Linked DNA regions of Zea mays: region 1 is linked to region 2. A link is a contact called in public Hi-C data. All regions are on one chromosome and are shown on one strand. The core of a region is the stretch at or near the end of the contact, and the rest is flanking DNA. Distances in the headings are between cores, read along the strand shown. Region 1 holds the start of LOC100278125. Region 2 holds the start of LOC103635772.

Region 1 (7,294 bases), core at 3,481-5,980, 250 kb before region 2:
TGTTCCAGCATCTTATGACAATGAGTGGTGGAAACTTGGAAAGGAATAAGCAGACCTGAGAACAGCTGATCTTCTCTCCTCTATGAGTCGGCACAGCTCCAACTTCAGCCAGGCAACCTGTGGTGTTAAAACTAAGCATTGCTACCATGGGATGATAAACCACAGAAAATTCTTGGCTTCATCCAGCACAAGGAAATGAAGATGGCAGTGGCTAAGATCACAATTCTTCAAGAATATAGATAACAGGATGTAGAGACTATGATTGAGAAGGTTACCTGGTCCTTTGGATCAGGCAAAGAATCAATCTCAGAATTCACTATTACACCACCATACTCGTCATCCATGTTTCCCAGATCACTTTCTTGATTGGTATCCCCATCTCCCACATCACTCAACTGGTCTGTTGAATCACTTAAAGAAACCAGCGGTTCAGGGTCACGTTTGAAGTTATACAGTTTTGATGCAAGACCATTGGTATCCGTCCAAACACCTAGACCCTTTGCTCTTTCTTCCATTGCAGATATAACAGGTGGGCGGTGTTTATTACTCAGTTCTTGCAATATTGTTTCATTTACGGATTGGTATCCCATGCGAGCTGTCAAGACAAGCTGGCTGCTGTCAAAAGTGGAACCAGCTAAAGACTGCAAAAGGGTAACTGCATCACCAGCATCTTTTGTAGTCACAAGAGCAGGGCCTGCAATTAACACAAGCATGAGTCTACATACATTCTCAGAAAACTTCTGTGCATCTCGCTACAAATATTCTTTTTTTAAAAAATTGAAATGAAGCAGAAGTATTCCCCGGTACCATAGAACTCCAGTAGCGCAAGAGCTGTCCGGAACAGCATTACTCTGTTTCCATCAAACAAAAGCACATCCCATACACGGAGAACTGAAATGTAAAATTCAGAAGTAAACATGATGTAAAGTTTTGTTAAATATATATGTATGGGATCAATACAAACAAGTTTTGTTGCTTACAAAGAGTTAGTGTGCTTTATATGGTCTCCTGGGTATCCCATAACCACCAATAGTATACAACACAGGCCTAGTTATCTTTCACGCCTTTTAGTGAATACTCACTTTACCCCTTCTCATTCGCTCTCCCAGTCTCTCCTTATAAATACCTATATCAGAATCATCTAGTTTTCTGCTCTTGTACAGTTTACCTTCCTGGTATTCTCAAACAGTTGTTGAGCTTCTCTTTATTTTAATAAATCTTTACAGTGGGCCCTCCCCTGCTGTATTTTTAGTTCAAAAAACATCTAGTTTCCTTTCCTTAAATAGAGCTTCTGATCACTATTTCCCTTGCATGAGATCATGATTGTTCATGTGTCCATTAGAAGCAATGCCGAGTCCAAAATTAGAAAAGTCAATGTCTTTGGTGCAGGTAACCCCATCGCATTAGCTAAACTATATTTATAGAGAATGTTCTGCTACAAGTACTCGGTAATGGAAATAATGTAAAAAAATAAAGTCTAACCACTTTCCCAAGGAAGCACATTCGTGAAGATGGATAAGAACCATGGCCCAGTAACCCATGCAACTTGAAGTCCAAGGTAATCCAGGTGATTTGCTGCGTCAAGAAAGTATGTTAAATCCTAATACTTGGATTTTTTTATTAGGGCACAAAGAGTCACATGCCACCAATATTTCAATTTATTCATGATAGGTTGCTAACCTAATTTAGGGAACTTCTCTCGAACTAACTCCTCTAAAACAAGCTGGTCCACCTGAAGTACAACCAAAATTTAGCATCCGCATGAGAAAGAAATAACTGGGGGCTTCAAGCACCCCTAACATGCAAAACAAACATTACTGAGTGAGAAATAGACAATTCACAAGACCTGTGACTCAATCATTTCTTCAGAAAAGTAGCCATCAAAATAGTCATCCATAATCCCAACCAATGTCCTGTAATATACACCAGCGAAAAAATTAACAGATTATTTAATCCAACAACATGAAATACAGTGTCCTCGGGCATACCAAAACGCATTCTCCTCCGGCATCAATAGAAGCAAGAGACCAGCAAAAAAGTTCATTGCCTACAGCATTCAATAGACAAATCTATGTTGAGAGAAATGTTGGGTTTCTGGGCTAAAATGTTGATAAAACACAGAATATTGATTGAGAAAGACTGCAATTAATTCATATCGTTGGAAGCATTGAATGTTTGGTTTTAGGTTCACTTGTGTGGAGTGAGGTGGTAACTAACTAACTAACTAACTATATATATAATATATAAGCAATCCACTCTGGTAAGATAAAAAGAAATAATGAGGATCAATGTGTTATGGGTATATTTACCTGGCAGTAACCAACTGATGGGTTGTGTTTCGCATAAGCTATAAGCAAGCGTCTCAAAGCATTTCTTCCATCCTCATCTAAAGCAGGATGACCAGGAAAAGTTCTGGGCAAATCCTATGAGGGAAGGTACATATTGGAGTCTATTAGACTTTCCAGCACAGCAGTATATTTTATCCAAAAAATACAAGGTGCTTCCCCGTGAAAATGTACATAAACAGCTACCTTCTCTATTTGTCCAATCCACTTCTCGTGAACACCTTCCGAGGTTCGAGAATCTGAACGTTTGTTATCTAATTCACCCTCTGCTGCCAGATTATCATAATACCCTTCTACCCTACGAGCTCCAGTACCAACAAAAGCTTGCCATAGCTGTCACCAGAAAATCACACAGCTGCTGAATGAACTGAACAAATCGAAAGTAAAAGAAAGAAACAAAATGCTCCAGTGATCAGGCTGCACCTCTCCCCTCAAAGCCATCGGTAGTCCACCATGGACTAGACACTCCAACTCTTCCTTTGAAATGTAATTTTCTTCTTGACTCCTGCTTCCAACATCAGCATTCCCAGTATCGCTCGGCTGCACTTCTTGGCTCGGATCAACCTTATCTACATCATAGAACTCGTCGTCTGAATCCTCTGACAACTTGCCCTCCTCAACTTTCACAGGATGGATTACATCCTTTGCTTGCTGCTTGCTAGCAGAGGATTGCTTCTTCTCGATGCGCAAGCTCATCATCTGCTCGATGTTGCTCAGGGACGGTCTAATTGGCGTCCATATTTCAATCTTTCGTGGTCCAACTACCGTCTTCTCATGCAGTGATTCGGAACCATCATCCTTAGCATTACCACCAGCATCTTGTCCGGATGATTCAGGCTGCCTCTCCAGAAAATTCTTCCACCTGTCAGATCTCTCCTCCTCTTCTTCCTACAAGTGCAGCGTGTCAAGATCATACAATGCAGATAAAAAATCAGGAGTGTGTCTTCTACCTTGTAGATGCCAGCGTACTCCTTGTAACGTTGCAGGTGTTGCGGCCGCACAGCAAAGCCGTATGCATCCCTGATTCAACCATACAGCGTCAGAAAGGAGTAGAGATGGCAATGGGGACCCGATCCCCGATTCCCCGCGGGGAATTCCTCTATTAGGGGACGGGGATGGGGAAATTTCTTCCCCCACGGGGATGTAAACGGGGAAAATTTCTCCCCCGACGGGTAAACGGGGATGGGGATGGGGAAGCATTCCCCATCCTCGTTCCCCGCGGGGACCCGTTAAACTTACATGTGACGATGTTTTCATATAATAGTTAATGATAAAAAATAAATAATTATCTTGCCAAGAGATCACTAGTTGTACAAATGCATTCATTTTAATGTACACATAATGATTTTTACATCTAACAATGTGTATAAGTGAAAATGTTTTACATTAATCACAAATTATAGTATGATCTAATTATAATTTAAGCGGGGACGGGGATCCCCGATGGGGATTTATCCCCGCGGGTAACGGGGATGGGGAAGAAATGTCCCCCGCAAGCGTTCGTGGGGATCCCCGCGGGGAAGTTTTTTCATCGCGGGGACGGGGATGGGGAGCCAAAACCCGATGGGGAATTCCCCGTTGCCATCTCTAGAAAGGAGTGTTCCAACTAAAATGCAGCTACCTAGCGCTTGAAACTCGAGGGTCCTACATGCGCATCCCTCCCAGATTCAAAACAGCGAGAGCTACTTCGCTATAGCTAGTCATATTCACTCCGGATTTGATGAGTACACGACATAATTCCAGAAGCCGCTGTCCCGCCAAAACGAAACCTAAAAACCGCCCGTCCTAGTGCAGGAAACGGCCACAGAAACTCCAGATCTTTTCGAAAAGACAAACGGCAGAGCACTGCAGAGCTCCCGATTCGGGCAGTTCCACCAAGTAAATCACACGAAGCTGAACGCCTACCCTTTCTCCGATTCGCGGAGGGGACCAGATTCCCAGCGGGCGCGTGCAAGCGCGCGGAATTTCCCGCCGCATTTCCAGGGGAAAAAACCGGCAAGAGAAATCCCAGCGCCGCAACTGGCCGAGATCCCCGGGAAGCGAACACAAGTACTCGTGCGTCAAAACCCGCGGACGCGGAGCGGGAACCTCCGCAGCGGAGCAAGTGGGGAGGAGCCCGAACCCGTCGGAAGCTACCGAAACGCGACGAGAGCGGGGTGGCCGGCCGGGTGGGTGACGGGAACGCACCGCTTGTGCTCGAAGGCGATGAACGGGAGGCTCTTGGGCTTCATCCTCCTCCTCGCGACCCCGGCGCGGCGGCGGGATTAGCTAGAGTACGGCGTGGCGGTGGCGCTTTGATCTGGTCTCCTCCGGCTGGACTGGGCTGGGCGTGCGCTGCGCGGGGCGCAGGGGGAGGGCGGAGTAGGAGAGTGTCCGTATCTGCGTTGTGTGGGGGACCTGGGGGTTCGAGGAGAAATGGGGATGACCACCCTCGTGGGTCGCGCCGCGCGGTCTTTTCCTGGTTGACACGGAGAAGTGAAGGAAGGTACGGGGCCCAGTTGCCAGTCGCAGTGTGCGGTGTGGTGTACGCAGTGCGGGTTCCGTGACTTGTGTCCTCCGCGAGACCGAGATCCCGATCCTCCGTGCGCGGCGTGATGGTGCCACCTCGTGTTGTTTCATCCCGGGCCTTCCGGCGGTTGGGCCGTCGCCAGTCCGGTGCCCAGTGTCTTTGCTGAGGATTTTCTTTTTGTCTCCGTGAATGCAACCGACGGCACCTACAGCAAGTTCCCTTCTTGCTGACAAAATAGTTGTTGATAGGCATACCAGAGCTAAAAAGCCAAGCTATATTTCATGGTTCACGGTACAAATTTGAACCTAACTTGTTTGGTTCAACTTTTTTCTGACCAGCTTTTCCGAGAATCTAGCTGTAGGGAGAATCTGGCTGTGTAGAGAATCTGAGTATCATTAGAATTACGTGCGAAGGAAGATAAAGTTGTCAATGAGGCTTAGGATCTATAAAGTGACGGATTACTACTATTGCGACGACTCAACTGATTATATGTTTATGTTGATTTTGAATGTTTTTTACCCAAACGAATTTTATAGAAGCTGGCTGAAAAGCTGAGTGTTTGACAGTCCGCAACAGCTTTTGGTGGCCAGAAGCTGCGAAAATCCGAAACAAACAGGCACTCAATTAGTTGAGGCCGGGAGATATAGATGTACATCTAGACCATCTAAACGTAAGTTTGAAGTTCCAAATTTAAGTGTTAAATTAAGCTCGCTGATGATTTGGGTTGATACGGAGTAAGAAAATTGTTGTTTTGTGCAAACACAAATCAAGTTGTCGATATTTTAGTAGAATATATGAGACTCGATGTTTTTAATACCTGACTCGTGCCTCTGTTCCAGTACTCATTGGTCATTGGCTCATTGCCACTATTACCAGGCATCAAGCTTTGACTACCGCCAATGCTTCTCTTCCCGTGCTCATCTCCAACCTAGAAATGAGCTCAAATGGATCTATCTCTACGTGTAAGCCTTTTGTATTGTGTGTCCCTACAACATTTTTCATGTGTTTGATTTAGAGCTGAAAGTTGGGACGTGTTGGGGACTTGTTTTCAAATGCTATGAGTCAAGAACAAGACAACACAAAGTATTAAATGTTAATGTCCTTCGTCTTTCGAAGCATTATTTCCCTTATGATATAACGATCTTCGGACGAAAGTCATGAAGGACGTACCTTCATCATCATGATATAAGAAAATGAAAAGTGAATCATATGAAACATGAAAGATAACATGAACAAACATATAATATCATTCACATGTCTTCATTATATAAACTTGGATATTTAAATACGATATTTAATTACATTTATACCTTCGGCTTGACAGAAGGCAAAAATCCGAGTGTTGTGCCCAAGCGAATACAAGATAGCGTGAACAGTACAGGGGTACTGTTCACCTATTTATAGGCACAGGACACAGCCTGTGAAAAATAACATTCATGTCCTTTACAAAGGTTTACAATCATAATACAAGTTATCACAGGCCGATTGGTCATTTCATCTTTAAGTCGGTGCATTTGGAAATGAATTCTGAAGCTCTTTGGTTGATAGCTTCGGCTTTGTACCAGTCTTCCGAAGGTGTTTCTTCTTATGGGACCTTCGGTGACGAAGCAGACCCCAACAGTAGCCCCTTCACGGTGCCAGATCATTTTTCGTAACGAGCTCGACCCGTGAAAAACTCTCTTAGGCTTTGAAAGGGAAATGTGCCCTTGGGCCATTTCTAAGTGTTTTGGTGATTTAGTGTCCAACACAAGTGCCTAAGTGTCAAATGGTGGATAAAGTACAAATCAAGTATAAAGGTATGTTTCTCAGACTTAGTACATTGTTTTAGAGACTAATGTATTGTGTCTAAGTGCTGGAAACATGAGAAATCAAATTGGAAGAGAGATGGCTTTGTTCAGCCAAAGTCAGCTCTGTCTGGGTGCACCAGACTGTCCGGTGGTGCACCGGACAGTGTCCGGTGCGCCAGGCTGGCTCAGGCGAACTTGCTGCTCTCGGGAAATAATTAACGGCGTACGGCTATAATTCACCGGACTGTCCGGTGTGCACCGGACAGTGTCCGATGAGCCAACGGTCGCCGGGCCAACGGTCGGCCGCTTAATCCGGGCGCGACGCGTGGCCGAGCCAACGGCTAGAAGGGGGCACCGGACTGTCCGGTGTGCACCGGACAGTGTCCGGTGCGCCAACGGCTCTAAGGCGCCAACGGTCGGCTTCGCCAAATAAGGAAAGAGATCCGCACCGGACAGTGTCCGGTGGTGCACCGGACTGTCCGGTGCGCCAAGCGACAGAAGGCAAGAATTGCCTTCCTGGATTGCTCTCAACGGCTCCTAGCTGCCTTGGGGCTATAAAAGGGACCCCTAGGCGCATGGAGGAGAACACCAAGCATTCCTTGAGCATTGTTGATCACTCACACTTCATTCTTGCGCACTTGTTCGACATTCTT
Region 2 (7,148 bases), core at 3,450-5,949:
TTTGCCTCACAGTCTCAACTTCTTCAGACGACGGTTCTCCTGCAACTTCTACTTCATCTGTTTTCTGTACCAGGTCAACTTCCATGGAATCCTTAGGAGCTTCGGACTGATTTGAACCTAGAGAAAAGGCATGATCAAATGGCAATAAAATAAGCATTTACTTTTGTGGAAGCTGTAGAGTAGCTTTATTAAATACTCTCTCCGTTTATTTTTCTAAGGTACTCTACAGCTTTTTGCTAATGTCCTAGTTAGAACCAGAAGAAGAAAATATGTTGTTGAGTCCCTGGTTAATAATGATTGGGTCAATGACATTCAAGGTGGGATTTCCTGGCAGAATTTTTCAGACTCTGGGATCATATTCAGGATGTGACCTTAACTGAACAGGAAGATAGACACATATGGAAGCTGGAATCAGATGGGGCATACTCCTCAAAATCAGCTTACAGGGCCTTCTTTGAGGGTTCTACTACCTTTGAACCACGGAAGAGAATCTGGAAAACATGGGCGCCAAACAAATGCAAGATGTTTATGTGGCTGGCTGTCAGAAATAGATGTTGGACTTCTGATCGGCTTGCTAGAAGAGGCCTACCTCATCCAGACAGATGTGCCCTCTGTGATCAAGAGGATGAGACCATCCAACATCTGTCAACTTCTTGTGTGGTTGCCAGACAAGTCTGGTTCTCTGTTCTCTACTCTGAACCTCTCAACCTTGGTCCCCAGACAACAAGATAATAATTTTGCTGAATGGTGGAGAGATGTTTCGAGAAAAAACAGTAAAAAGGGGCGTACCCAGTGCCGTAGGCTTTCCGCACTGTGCAGGGTCTGGGGAAGGGTATCTTTAAGCGCCAAGCCTTACCCGCATAATATGCAGAGGCTGGGGCTCGAACCCGGGACCTTCCGGTTACAGACGGTAGGCTCTACCGCTGATCAGTAAGGAGAAAAGAAAAGGACTAAACTCCCTGATCATCTTAGGAGCCTGGAGTATATGGATTTATGGAAGCATATAAATGATTGTATTTTTTAAGGCTGAACCTCCCTCTATTAGTCTGATTTTGTTTAATTTTAGGGATGAGCACAGCTTGTGGTGCCTGGCTGGAGCCAAAAATCTCCAAGCCTTAGGCATTTGTGGAACTAATTAGTTCCTGGTTAGGGTCGGTTCAGGTGTGTTTTTTCTTTCTGTTGTCCTAGAGGTGTGTGTTCCCTTCTCTCATACATGGCCCCCGTTATGAGAGCTTTGGGGTTGTATGGGGGCCTTCTTTCTCTCATTGATCAATGAAACGCAGCTCTCCTGCGCTTTCCAAAAAAAAAACCTAAGGTGTATTAGGACTCAAAATTAAAAAAAAAAAGGTATGTAGAATATTTTTTGACTATCAATTAACCAACTTGCGTTGAACTATATGTGGAATGTGAATCCATTGATAATTTGATACCATGTCCTAATCATGAATATAATTAGAGTAATGTTGGTCAAAATTTATGAAGATACTTCTAAATCCTAATTAACTAACACGCCCCATATTTCGAAAAAATTTAAACCGAAGTACTATGCATGGACACATAAATTGTAAGAATGTTTACCTGGAATCTCCATGCCATGATTTTCAGGATGTTTCACAGGATTGTTTGCTGACTGTGTCTCTAGAGAAAATGGCATACTGACAAGACGGTAACTTCGAAGCGAAGGTCCAAAAGTGCCATACTTGCCAGCAGCGCTAAAAGCCCTTTCAGCATCGGCACGTTTCTTGAAGACAACTTTAACAGTATTTGTTTCCCTGTGTACTTCTGCCTCCCTTTCTTTCAGTGGACCAAAGCGACTGAACATCTTAACAAGATCCAATTCTGAAGGAATAGAAGCTGACCTGGCAAAGCTCAAAACAAGTGCAGTGGGCTTCAACTCATCAATCATCTTCTCGTCAACATGGATGATAGATCTTTCCATCACTTGTATCTGTTTTTTAGGTACTGGCTCCCCAAGTTCTGACAAAGGTACATATGCATGACTTGAGGATCTCCGCCTACGTCTTGGCCTTGTAGTGGGACTCTCTTTTCTGAGGTCATGGATTGGGTGATTATGCAAGCTCAATCCGGACCAATACGAGTCCTGCATATGATCTGTTGTCTCTACATCAGGAGAAGGTAAAACTTCTTTTCTCTTCCTCCCTCTCCTAGATGTACCTTTATCAACGATGTTTGCTTCAGTAGTAGTAGAAACAATATAGTTTCTGTAATCACTGAAGTAACTGATTATCATTACTGAGAAATTATATCCATTCATTGGCTCTGTTGCAACCAAGCATAGCTGTGATAGTAATTCCTTGGGATCTGCAGTGTGATTCCTGTGCAGACTTCTCCTTTTTGCTCGTTTCTCTACAGTAAGTTCATCACCAGCATCATCACTAAAGATATCAAATTCCCCATTCTCTCCTTCAGCAGCATTCTGAGCCTTCATAATGGACGGAGATCCTGTCAGCTGGCTTGCAGCTCGCCGAATACACTCACCAATCTTGAAAGAACTACCACCAGTTGGAGCTGATGACTTCTCTGAATCTTCAAATGATTCAAAGTTTCTTTTGTTCTTGTTCTGTAGGTTGCCATAGTTATCAAAGTCCATACCCACTTGTTTCTCATTGTAGCTAGTATCATTGACCTGATTAGATATGCTCCTTTTCTCCATCACCACCTGGTCACCACCAGGTTTTTGTTTCCGAGGTCTCCCCCTGCCCCTTTTGGGCTTATCTTGAGTAGGATGCACTTCATTAATCACAGGTTCCTCAACCATTACATTCTGGGTGGACAAAGTGTCTGTACAATCCAGACCATCCTCAACCCACGCATCGCCAGTTTGAAATGATGCAAGTTCAGGACATCCCTTAGATCGATAGAAAGAAGTAAGTTGAGAACATGCTATAACTAACTCCAACAGATCACCTCCTTGGCCAGGAAATAGAGCTAACTCCTTAATATAATGAAGAAGGTTTTCTGGACTGAAACAGTTTAAGATTTCAGGCCGATTAACTGCAGAGCAAGTAACTCCATCCTTGAGCCCAGCATTATCAACTGTATAGGACATGCCATTATCAGCAAGCTCTTCTGGCAAACAAGAGCAGCTCATACCTGACAGTATCCGCCTTGACAGTTCTTCAAGTGCATTATTAACTGACCCAACAAAGGCATCTGAACTGCTCTGTTTCTCCATTTGTGAATAATTTGTCACAAAAGGCTTCAACTGGGATTCATCGCACCACGCAAAAGTGTTGTCACCAAAATAAGCTACCAAGTGGCTGCCCTTTTTCTGATGTTTCAGAGCCAATTCAGATGCATCTGATGGATCAAAAATTTCACCAGGCCACCAAGGATGACTTTTCACTTTACCCCAGACAAGATCAGCAACTTGAAACCCGCCTTTATCATGAGGAGGCAGGCAGTATCTAGCACCCTGATCCACACTACCCAGACTAGCAGCCTCTAGGTTGCTGTCCGTGCTATTTTCAACATCAGGAAACTGCTCTCCGGTTTGTGGGAGCATTTCAGATGCATTATTTGTCTGGTCAACTACAGGTGCTCCATCACCTTCATGTTCCTTGGAGCTTTCCTCTATGTCATCAGGCACATTGTTCTGTATTTCCTTATCAAAATGAGCTATGCCATTATCACTTTCATTATTCTTTGTCCCAGGCTCCACGTTTACATGATCTTCAACTTTGTTAGATTCTGAAATGGAATAGGGATATAATTAAAGATGTTGATGAGTAAAAACGGTGCCATCAATATGCAGCACGCCTACAAGCACAGGGCTCTGAGCAGTCTCCTTACCGGCTTCAGCATGTTCAGGAATGGCAGAACCACCACCAGCAGCAGCAGCAGGCACATGTACCACAAGAACCGGATTCTTCTCCGTCTCAGTGAGCAGATCACGAGCTCCTGCTTCTAGCATCTCCTCCTCACCATTCACCGCCTCCAGGCCCTCCGCGGGCTCATCTCCGTGGCCTTCGGCACCAACCATACCAGCTGACTCGTTCGCGTAGAGCGGGTCGCTCACCGCCGTATCTCCCCCTTCACGATCCACATCCGTCGCCAACGTAGCTTTCCCCTCCACTTTCACATCGGCGGCGAAAGCAGGCACCTCGCCCGCAGCTTCCGACGTCGTGACGTCACCGCCCGCCACCGGCTTCGTCTCGCCACCCCCAGGATCCGAGGCCCCGATGGCCCCCGAGCTCATCGGTGCGAGACCTCAGCGCCGCTCCCCGGACGAGGGAATCTGGAAGGACTTGAACAGCGGTGGCAGGAAGTCAGCGAGAGGGGGAGCTCGGAGTTTCTCATCGATCCGGCGGGGCGCCGAAACCCTATGAGCGGATCAGTGCGGGGGAGCACGGAATTTACCTGTGCGAGCGCCGAGCGGGCGGGGGACGTGGTCGGGGTCGAGGGCGCGCGCGTGGGGATGTGAGAGCAGCTCCGGTCTCCGGAGACGGCAGGGCGAGAGATAGATAGATGCGGAGCCGGGGCCGAGCTAGGAAGTGGAGGTCAGGAAGGGGAAGAGTGTGCTCGGCTGCCGTATCGTGTATCGGCGCTCTTGGCCCGAGCTCAAGCGGGTACAGACTGTTCTGTGTTCTCTCATCACGGGGAGGGTAGAGATTGTTTTGATGCTCGTGTCGTGAGTCGTCACCGTCGTATTTTCCTAATGCTTCTCTGTGCATGTCACGCCAGAATCACATTAAACATTCTGGTAGGTTCATCTAGAAATGTAAAATGGGATTCTGATTGACCCTTTTTATCTATCTAAAAGCTAGTACCATTCTGGTAGGTTTTAGGTGGAAATGGTTAAATATAAAATAGCAATCACTGTTATATTACGATTGAATGCACGAGATTGCTTAATTACACATTTACACCAATATAATTGATTGCATAAGTTATATCTTCTGGATAGCTAGCTAAACAAGAGAAGAATCTGCATCAAGGGAGTGAAGTTTGCTTTTACCAACCAATGTACGTGAGCAATAAAGCAAAAAAAAACTATGAGACTGAAGAGGACGAAGAGGTGATGCCTGGAAGAGATGGGTGAGACTGGCGGTGGATGACGATTGATAGGTTTTAAGTTATTAAAGACCCAACAAAACTCTTAATATATAAAATGTATATATGCAAGGAAGGTGCAATTTTTGGTGCAAACTATCCTATCCTATTTCCCTTTCCCTATCCTAACCCTATCCAAACCTCTCCAAGAGAAACCAATGGACAATGAACTTAATTGACAACGGTAGGCCAGATCGTGCTCAGACGAGGTTAAACAAAATACAACTATGGGATAAATAGAATGAACAACGGGCTCAATGGACAACGAGTTAGGTCATCCTCTGATCAAGTTAAATAAAATCTAACTATGTAATATATAGCGATCGCAACGCACAAACATTGTGTTAGTAGCACATATAACTTACAAATACAACAAATAAAAGAATTGTCTCACATATAGATATAGTATAAATATAAACACTAAAAAAGGGTTTCCTTGAACGTCTCACCAAGATGTCTAGACCATATATCTCACTACTAAAATAGCATATATATATATATATATATATATATATATATATAACTTTAAAACCACAACGAACAAAAGTTTTTCCTAACACAAGTTTGTATAGATTCACTCAAACAAGAAAGGGACTGAGATATACTAAGTTTGCTATAGAGCAAGTATAATCTCTACTACTTATTAAGTAAGCAATAGTAGTTTGCCTCCCCTCGTTCTGTCGTCCATCAATCTGGACCGTCCGTATCCTATCGTGCATCTGCGTCTCTCACGCTCCATTCCCCTCCACCGCACGACCGCACCCCAATCCCTAACCTTCCCCGCACGTTCCTCTCTCTACCGCGCTGCTCGTCCCCTGCGGCCCTGCCCCTGCCGCGATAGATGCCTCACGGCCCCCGACAACGACGACCGCGCCGCCATGACCTCCCATCGCCTCCACCTCCGCCGCAGGGCGCACCCTCCCCCTCGCCATGGTCACCGCTGGAGCGCCACCTCTACGCCTCGACCCTGGTATGTCCTCCTCCCAAACCTCGCTACTCCTACCAGATCTGGGTGGGATAGGTAAACGAAAACACCCACCTGGCGACGTCGCTCGCGCCAGCCACCGACTTCGACTGCGTCGTCGACGCCTTCGGGTACAACGAGTTGGCGATTGCGCGATGCCCGAGAGCTCCAACCGCGCGCCCACGGATTTCTCCTCCCCTGCTGCCGGTAGGAACAGGAATACCCTGCGACGGCTTCTCGGGCTCCTTCAGGTCACCCCAGATTGATGTCGTCATCGAGCACCCTGTTTTTTGGGGTTCGGTAAGTCTCGCATGCAGCACCGTGGTCCGCCCCCGATGGCGCGCCTCCGCCCCGAACCAATCGACCGCGAGAAGGTCAGTTGTTACACCCCCTGGCCCCCTTGCTCCCGTTGTCAGGCTTCTACTGTGGAATGTGAATCCCGCGATGCTCCTTGAGGTGGATTGCGCTCTCACAAGTAGCTGGACACTGATGTGCGACTCCACAGCATTAGGTTAGATTTTGCTTGCGTCCAGAGGAATGTGAATGCTGACTAATCCTACTGGTAACATTTTCTCTTGTGTGCAGACCTGTCCTAGCTCTGCTGCTCAGGGTTTCCACGAGGGTAAGCGTGCTTATGTCTTCTTGTTTTTGTCCCAACGAATGCATTTATTGGTTACTCCATGCTGATTAGCACTTTAGTGTATTGATTGAGACTTGGGAACCTGTAGTATACTTAATACTTGATTCACTTGTTTGCGTTGCTACTGCAACTTTTTAGTCGATTTTGTTGTACCTATAGTGCATGGTGGACAGCAGAAAGCTTTTCATCATCAAACTATGTCTTCTCTTATATAAAATGTAATTTACTCCCAGTTTACTTGCACTGGGACTGCCAGTCTATAGAAAGCACAGTAGTAATCATGATACATTAGAATCTAGAAGCTGGGAGTACATTTTTGTGTGGGTGATCTGCACAGATGTACCATTAAGATTTAAGAGTGCTACATATAGGCCTTGCTTAGGACCACTGTGCTGAATTTCTATTGATGCGAACCTAGATAAACCAATGACGGTTTGTATATACATGTGTGTGTATGAACTTTAATTATGC

What was found. Hi-C and Micro-C count contacts between places; a contact is called where the count stands out from the background.
Region 1: a Hi-C map of leaf shows a contact between it and region 2, with 4 times the contacts expected there. The contact joins the promoter of LOC100278125 here to the promoter of LOC103635772 in region 2. A contact is called at or near these places in 5 of 25 Hi-C or Micro-C datasets (bundle sheath, ear, leaf and 1 more).

The regions. Positions count from the first base shown.
Region 1 is chr8:120,237,663-120,244,956 of Zm-B73-REFERENCE-NAM-5.0, reverse strand. It overlaps LOC100278125, which reads right to left and starts at 4,730. Exons shown (of 18, transcript NM_001349967.1): 1 at 4,533-4,730; 2 at 3,296-3,365; 3 at 2,769-3,233; 4 at 2,532-2,678; 5 at 2,310-2,423; 6 at 1,989-2,047; 7 at 1,847-1,913; 8 at 1,681-1,732; 9 at 1,483-1,575; 10 at 808-891; 11 at 276-694; 12 at 56-117. The coding sequence starts at 4,576.
Region 2 is chr8:119,986,869-119,994,016 of Zm-B73-REFERENCE-NAM-5.0, reverse strand. LOC103635772 reads right to left here and starts at 4,699. Exons shown (of 4, transcript XM_008658152.3): 1 at 4,381-4,699; 2 at 3,814-4,258; 3 at 1,579-3,711; 4 at 1-117. The coding sequence starts at 4,219.